Linked DNA regions of Zea mays: region 2 is linked to region 1. The links are chromatin contacts, called in public Hi-C maps. All regions are on one chromosome and are shown on one strand. The core of a region is the stretch at or near the end of the contact, and the rest is flanking DNA. Distances in the headings are between cores, read along the strand shown.

Region 1 (3,929 bases), core at 493-2,992:
GACTCGACCTCGGCCACGGAAGACAGACTCGACCTCGGCTTCGGAGGAGCTTCCACATCGCCCAACCTAGGGCGCGGACCAGCCACGTCAACAGGAGGCGCCATCATCACCCTACCTCGAGCTGACTCGGGCCACGGGGAACAAGACCGGCGTCCCATCTGACTCGCTCCGCCAGATAGGCAATGATGGCGCCCCGCATACTCTGTGACGACGGCGGCTCTCAGCCCCCTTATGGAAGCAAGAGGACGTCATCAAGGACTCAACAGCTCCGACAGCTGTCCCTCCGCCAGGCTCCAGCGCTCCTCCGACGGCCACGACACCACACCAGCTGGGTGCCAAAATCTCTCCGGCTGCCACAACGGCATGTACTTAGGGCGCTAGCTCCCCTCCGCTAAACACGTAGCACTCTGCTACACCCCCATTGTACACCTGGATCCTATACTTACGCCTATAAAAGGAAGGACCAGGGCCCTCTTAGAGAGGGTTGGCCGCGCGGGGACGAGGACGAGACAGGCGCTCGCTTGGAGCCGCTCGCTCCCTCTCCCGCGTGGACGCTTGTAACCCCCTACTGCAAGCGCACCCGACCTGGGCGCGGGACGAACACGAAGGCCGCGGGATTTCCACCTCTCTCACGCCTGTCTCCGGCCACCTCACTTCCCCCCTTCGCGCTCGGCCTCGCGTCGACCCATCTGGGCTGGGGCACGCGACGACATTCACTCGTCGGCTTAGGGACCCCCCGGTCTCGAAACGCCGACACTTTTGTATTTTCTTTTCCTTTTCATTTGAATCTCCAAAAGAAATTTGAACCTTGTTAGGAGTTTCACCATTGAGTCATCTATACAAATTCAAACCCTAGTGTAGGAATAATATATTTTTATTTACTTTTTTTATCCACATAATATTTAGTTTCTTCTCTTTTCTAAATTCTAGAATTTCTTTTAGATCTCAAATTTCACTTTGGACTTTAACATATTTCTTTTTATGTTATTTTTATATTGTCACAAATAATGCACACACAATAAAATTCCAGCATGATGCATAATTTAGTGACATTTATTTTATATTTATTTGTTTTTAAATATGGTGTTCACGTGTGATGGTACAAAAAGAGGGCACATGTATAAAGGAATTAATTTCTGCTTTTATATTATCTTATAAATTAGGTATTACTTCTAAGAAACTAGGTGGATTCAAATATGGCCTTAATTGTCTTTTATACTACCTCCTTCCCAAATTATAATTCGTTTGACCGACTTGTCCTACTCATTTTTTTTTGCGAAAGAATGAAAATTTCAAAGCTATATTTAAAGTATATTATATGCTAAACAATATCACAATAAAATTAATAATAATTATGAATTTTTTAATATAACAAGCTAATCAAATTTAAGGTAAAAAAGTTAAACGGATTATAAATTATTATAAATTGGAATGGCCCGAAATTAGACGACGAACGCTTCACTATATGGCCCTCCAAAATAAGCCGGGCCAGCCTGCAAAAAGGAAAAACTTAAGGGTTGCTACTACTGGGCCTCCAGTAAGGACTTTACATTAAGGCTCAATTATCACGGGCCTTTCGGCGCCGCCAGGCCTCCGTTATCAAGGTTTAGGTCTGGTGTGTACTGTATTTATTCTACCTCTTTCCAATGTCCCATTTTCCTTGTGAATCACTAGTGTCGCAAATCCCAATCTCCCAGCTTGCGCCTAAACCCTAGCTTGCCTATCGATGGCGCCGAAGAAGCGCAAGGCCGATCCCGCCGAGTCCCCCGCCGCCGTGGAGGCAGCCACCACCAACCACCGCCACGAGCCGGCGTCCTCGGAGCCCAAGCCACGCGGCTCCATCTACTTCCCCATCACTGACGACCCGCCCGAACCCAACGCCGCCGAAGAGGACGAGGACGAGGGCGCCGGCGACGACGAGGACGACGCGGAGGACATTGTCAAGCTACTTGAGCCGCTGTCGCGGGAGCAGCTCGTTGCGCTGCTCCGCACGGCGGCGGAGGCGAGCCCCGCCACGATGGCGGCCGTCCGCCGCGCCGTTGAGGCCGACCCTGCCAGCAGGAAGCTCTTCGTCCACGGTCTCGGATGGGGTGCCGGCGCCGAGGACCTCCGCTCCGCCTTCTCACGCTTCGGCGAGCTCGAGGACTGCCGCGTCATCTCTGACAAGCAATCTGGTAGATCCAAGGGCTACGGGTTCGTCCTCTTCCGCTCCCGCCGCTCTGCGCTCCGCGCCCTCAACCGCCCTCAGCTCCAAATCGGTGGTCGTCTTGCTTTCTGTCACCTCGCCGCCTCAGGCCCCGCACCCCCAGCTCAGTCTCAGAACCCTATCTCCAACGCCAACCCCAATGCTAACTCTAACTCCACGAGCAACGCTTCTGGATCCTCATCATCACAAACTGACAATATACAACGCAAGATATTTGTTGGTAATGTGCATGCTGATGTGGACGTGGACCGCCTATATGAGTATTTTGCACAATTTGGTGAGATTGAAGAGGGCCCGTTGGGCTTTGACAAGAACACTGGCAGACCAAAGGGATTTGCATTATTTGTTTACAAGTCTGTGGAGAGTGCTCGCCGTGCTTTGGAGGAGCCAATAAAGAATTTTGATGGAAAGACACTCAATGTGCAGAAAGCCATAGATGGGAGGACCAAGGGCTCATCTGGAATGAATACAAATACTAACTCCAATCCCACTACTGCATCTGTGGTCGCCGCCCAGATGACTGCTCCTTCCAGTGTTGCCATCAGCCCATATGATGCATCAGCATATAGTGCTACTGTGGTTCCTGACATGAGTTTTGCACAGCAAGCTGCTATGCTGGGATTAGGTGCACAGCAACAGGCATTCACTCAACCCAATGCAATGCTTGCCATGATAGCAGCAATGCAGAACCCAGCTGCGCTAGGGATGAGTCCAGCCATGCTTGCTGCTATGAACCCAGCCTTCGCCGCTGCTGCATTGGGTGCAGGGGGGCAGCAGGCACACACAGTTGGTCTTACAGGTTTTGGAGCTCAGGGTTTTGGGACACCGTCGTTTGGAGCAGGTGCCGCTTTCCCAAATGCAGCAGGTGTTCAAGCAGCAGCAGCTGCATATCAAGGAAGTGGAGCTCCTCCTGGCTTTCAAGGGCCACCTGGGTTTCAGGTTGGCCAGGCAACTACCCAGACAAGCACTGCAGCGGCAGCGGCTGCCGCAGCTGCCACTGCTGCTGGTTATCAGGCTGGGGCATCTGGGCAGGGCCAGGTGCCTGGTTCTCAGGTCGGAGGCACTGGTTTTCAGGGTGGATATTGACAGAACTAGGTATATCAACTCTCAACATTGTTTTATGAACCACCTTTGGTACTATTGCTTCATTTCCTTTCATTCTCTATGCATTCTTTGTGATTTGTTGATCTTGTTCTTGCAGCCATCTGATTATTTTCCTTGTATCTTAGTTTGGCATCTGTGGTCCGTGGTTCGTTCATGTGGTTTTGCATTCGGATGGCTTTTGAGTCTATATTGGTGCCAAAATGTAGCGAAAGGCTTCCTGCTGTTGAATTTTACAACTGGATTTGAACCAGATGCCTTTGTAGCAGTATTTGAAGGAGGAACTTTCTTGAAGGATCATATCGTTTTATTGCCTAATATGTAGTTTTGCTATTGCGGCTTCATTATGTACTTTGTGGATGTGTACTGGGTTTCATGTATCAAAATATCTGTATTTTGACTAGTTGGCTGTTACCTGGTCTTATCAACCGTGTTAAATGGTTTTGTGGGCACAATTGGAGACATTTTAACTGCAGTTCCTGGGCTGTTTGGAGCTATGGGGTATTTATGGCTTTTGCCTTAAACCTGGAAATTTCTTCTCTGCGGATGGTTTCGACGACCACTACATTTAAGATCTTGAATGTGTTGCAGCTTTGTTGCACTTCTAAGTTTATTTTTAAAA
Region 2 (3,929 bases), core at 429-2,928, 200 kb before region 1:
TGATTCATCAAAGAGGAGAGGAGCTCGGTTACACAGTACTGTAACCAGAAAAAAAAACGAGATTGCGTTGTGTGCGGAGGTGGGACCTGCGGGCGCACAATGGCAGCCTCCGCACCAACAATGTCGGCGAAGACGGAGTCCAACGCTTCCCGGCCGCCACCGTCGTCGTGGCCGTACCCCGTGGACCCACCGAAATGCTGAAACAAACACACGCCACAAACGTGACTCTGTGTTCACCTGCGGTGTGAGCTCGGATGCCAAGCAGAGGACCAGGGTGAAACGAAGGGGGGTTTACGTGCGGGGCGACGCGCGCGCGACGGAAGGCGGCGGCCACGCGGGAGGAGTTGAGAGCGATGGCGCGGTCCACGGCGCGGAACTCCGCCTGCAGCGAATCCGCCGCGCGGGACACGTCCGGGTGGAACGCCACGTCGTGCGCCGCTACCGCGGCCGCGGGACACCGGCCCACGCGCAAGGCCGCACTCGCGCCTGCGGGGCCGGCGCGAGGCCGCGCCCACGCGACGGGGCTGGAGAAGCAGCTGGCGGTGGCCGTCATCGCCGCGCGGCTGCAGCGAGCGAGTGAAGCAACCGCCGGCTGGCAACCCCGTCGGATTTGGCTCGGGCGACTTATCCCCGTCGGTCGCTTCGCTCGAGAGTTTGCCGTTTGAAACGGGCCCAACATAGGAACAGGCCCATTTTCATCAATAGCTTGCTTAGGCCCGGCCCAGTATCCGTAGCGTGGGCGTGCACGTTTAAAATCCAAAAAAATGAAAAAGAAAACAGATCAAATTATGATAAAAAACTGCATGTTTTTATGCGTAATCTGATATGTCCCATGTTTAACAATTATTTGTTAGATAAATAATTTGTATTTTAGGTAAAAACGTGTTTTTGCTAAGAAAGCACAGTTTCTTGGTCAGGATTCTCGACAGATTTCGAATTTCCCGACTGATTTGTAAATTCAAATTTAATTTTTGAGAAACATGAAAAAAACCCGATAGGAAAACATAGGTATGTTTTTGTTTTGGCTTCGATTCTAACCATCGGCTTCTAGCCGCCAAAACTCTTCGTTTGTTAGTCCGATTTTGTGAAAATTATTCAAATCGACGTGGATTGAGAAACCGTTAAATCGTCGCGATGGAAGAAATCCACCGCTTTGTAAATCCACGATAATTTCTTCCATCGCCCACGCTTTCTAAATCGTATAAACTCCTTCATCTCCATTCCTATGCAAATCTCGTGATATTTAGGTGCTGTTTGGTTCACATATTTGTAACGTAATGGGTAACGGATAACGTTAAATCATGTTTGTTTTAGTACAACCGTAATCAGATACCACACTAAAATTTAATACTAGCCTATTCAAATTTGTTACCGCCAGTAATCGAGCCGAAACAATTACCATTACCATTTGCGTTACAATTTTTGAACCAAACAGCACCTTAGATTCTTGTGATAACTAGATTAGGAAGGAACCTAAATTGTAAACAAGCACATGGTTTTTCAGACGGGGTTCACAAAAGCCGATTTTTAATTTGAATTTGAAAACTGGCTAGGAAATTCGAAATCCATCAAAAACCTTTCGTTTTTTGTTTTCGGTGGTTAACAGGAAATTAAATTAAAACGGTTTTTGTTAACCCTGGGCAGAGCCGCAGGCCACCGCAAGTGTGCTCGGCTCGGCCGCACCCCCCGTCGCGCACGTTCTGGCTCCTCAGGTGATCCGGTGCGTGCGTTGCGACTTGCGACGTCCTCCGAACTCCCGCCCGAGTCACGTGGCGCCGGACGCGGCAGGCGATAATCGCCGGCCGGCCGACCGAGACGACAGGCTAGGTTTCTCGTAGCACACGCTTACAGTTCTCGCGGATTCTCGGTGTGCGCGGCCCGGCCGCACATTGGACGGCCATCCAGTCTCGCCGCCGCGTGGTTTGATCCATCGATCCCGGATCGATCGTCCGTGGGAAGAAGAAGAACCGAACGGCTGGTTCATGGCGGCGCCAGCGACCAGGGTGATCGGATCCAAGCCAGCGGACTGCTTCCAGTTCCAAGACCCTAACACCTGGTACGACCTACACACCTTCGTATCCCCCGGCCATGGCCACTGTCCCGTCTTCATTCTCTGACGCGGGCGATCTTCTTGCATGATTTTTTTTCTTTTTGTATTTTTTGTTTGAGGTGGACAACTGCATGTCGCAGATCGGTTGCGGATTTGTTTTCTACTTCCGTTTTGTTTCTAGTTGCAGCGCTGGCATTATTAGAGTTTCTTAATTGCATCCATAGTGTGATGAGGATATAATCTGATCGAAGTTGCCCATTTAGGATCGATGATCTTGTAGTGGTAGTAGTTCAGTACCGATCCTAGCTAATTCAATGACCAATCGGATGTCCCTATTCATTGTTCAGATAACACCTTTCTGAAAAGCTGTGCAGACAACAAAAAATATTTTTAGCCACTGATCTTTGGTACCTCTCCGGGCTCTTGCAGGACCTGCGTATCGGAGCTCGCAAGCGATGTGGTCGTCGAAGTAGGAGATACGTCCTTCCACCTACACAAGGTATTGGTTTCCTATGTCCCAATGCTCATCACATCCTTCATTTCTGAACGCTAGACTGTCAGATGCGTGATGCCCCCACCGAATGAATTGACGTTCCAGTACATGAATCTATGCGATGTGTGATCAGTGATGCTTTTAGACTGTCAGATAACTTGCAAGTTTGGTAAATTGCACTTGTTTTACATGCTGACGACGTGCAACTAAATGCCATCTGCATCATTCTCGTTAATTGCTCAGATTCCGTTGACCAGCCGTAGCGGCACGCTGCAGAAGCTTGTGAACGAGTCCACCGGCGATGGCAGCAAACCGTGCACCGTGCGTCTGGACGACGTCCCCGGCGGGGCGGAGGCCTTCCTGCTGGCCGCCAGGTTCTGCTACGACGTCCAGACGGAGCTGAACGCGGGCAACGCCGTGCCGCTGCGGTGCGCGGCGGAGCGCCTCGCCATGACGGAGGACTACGGCGAAGGGAACCTCGTGGAGCAGGCGGAGTCGTTCCTGTCCGAGGTGCTGGCCGGCTGGAGCGACACGGTGCGCGCGTTGGGCACGTGCGACGACGCCGTGCTCCCTGCCGCCGAGGACCTGCTCATCGTGCAGCGGTGCATCGACTCGCTGGCGGACAAGGCGTGCGCCGACCCGACGCTCTCCGGGTGGCCGATGCTGGAGTACTTCACGGCCAAGAGCCTCGAGGAGACGGCGATCTGGACCGGCATCGGCGCCGCCGGGAGGCCGCGGTCGCCCGGCGCGGGCTGGTGGTACGACCAGGCGTCCTCGTTACCGCTGCCGCTCTACAAGCGGCTCATTGCGGCGGTGCGGTCCAGGGGCATGAGCCCCGAGAACGTCGCCGGCTCGCTGATGCACTACGCCAGGCGCCACCTCTCCGGGCTCAGGCGCCTCGGAGACAACAGCGACGGCAGCAGCCGCGGGGGGGCTGCGGCCGTGCTCTCGGGCGGCGACCAGAGGACACTACTGGAGGAGATTGTCGCGATGCTCCCAGTCGAGAAGGGCGTCGCACCGACGCGGTTCCTGCTCGGTCTGCTCCGCGTCGCGACGGTCCTGCACGCCGCCGCGGCATGCCGGGACGCGCTGGAGAGGAGGGCCGGCGACCAGCTGGAGGAGGCCGCGCTGGAGGACCTGCTGATACCCAACACCGGATACTCCGCGGAGACGCTCTACGACGTGGACAGCGTGCAGCGGATGCTGGAGCAGTTCATGATGACAACCCCGCCTGCGTTCGCCGTGTTACCGGAGACCACGGACGAGGGACAGCTGGTCGACGCTCCGCCGGGCGAGCTCATGCCAGTCAGCTCGGTAGGCAAGCTAGTCGACGGGTACCTCGCGGAGGTCGGGACGGACGCCAACCTCAAGCCGTCCAAGTTCCAG

Evidence for each region. A called contact is a pair of places that touch in the nucleus more often than the background predicts.
Region 2: a Hi-C map of tassel shows a contact between it and region 1, with 2.1 times the contacts expected there. The contact joins the promoter of LOC100191465 here to the promoter of LOC100191462 in region 1. A contact is called at or near these places in 2 of 25 Hi-C or Micro-C datasets (ear and tassel).

What each region holds. Positions count from the first base shown.
Region 1 is chr2:6,835,003-6,838,931 of Zm-B73-REFERENCE-NAM-5.0, reverse strand. It overlaps LOC100191462, which reads left to right and starts at 1,742. Exons shown (of 2, transcript NM_001136895.1): 1 at 1,742-3,301; 2 at 3,408-3,729. The coding sequence starts at 2,018. The coding sequence ends at 3,292.
Region 2 is chr2:7,037,490-7,041,418 of Zm-B73-REFERENCE-NAM-5.0, reverse strand. It overlaps LOC100191465, which reads left to right and starts at 1,678. Exons shown (of 4, transcript NM_001136898.1): 1 at 1,678-2,056; 2 at 2,480-2,549; 3 at 2,787-3,929. The coding sequence starts at 1,983. It overlaps LOC103645877, which reads right to left and starts at 620. Exons shown (of 12, transcript XM_008670585.4): 1 at 296-620; 2 at 87-197. The coding sequence starts at 553.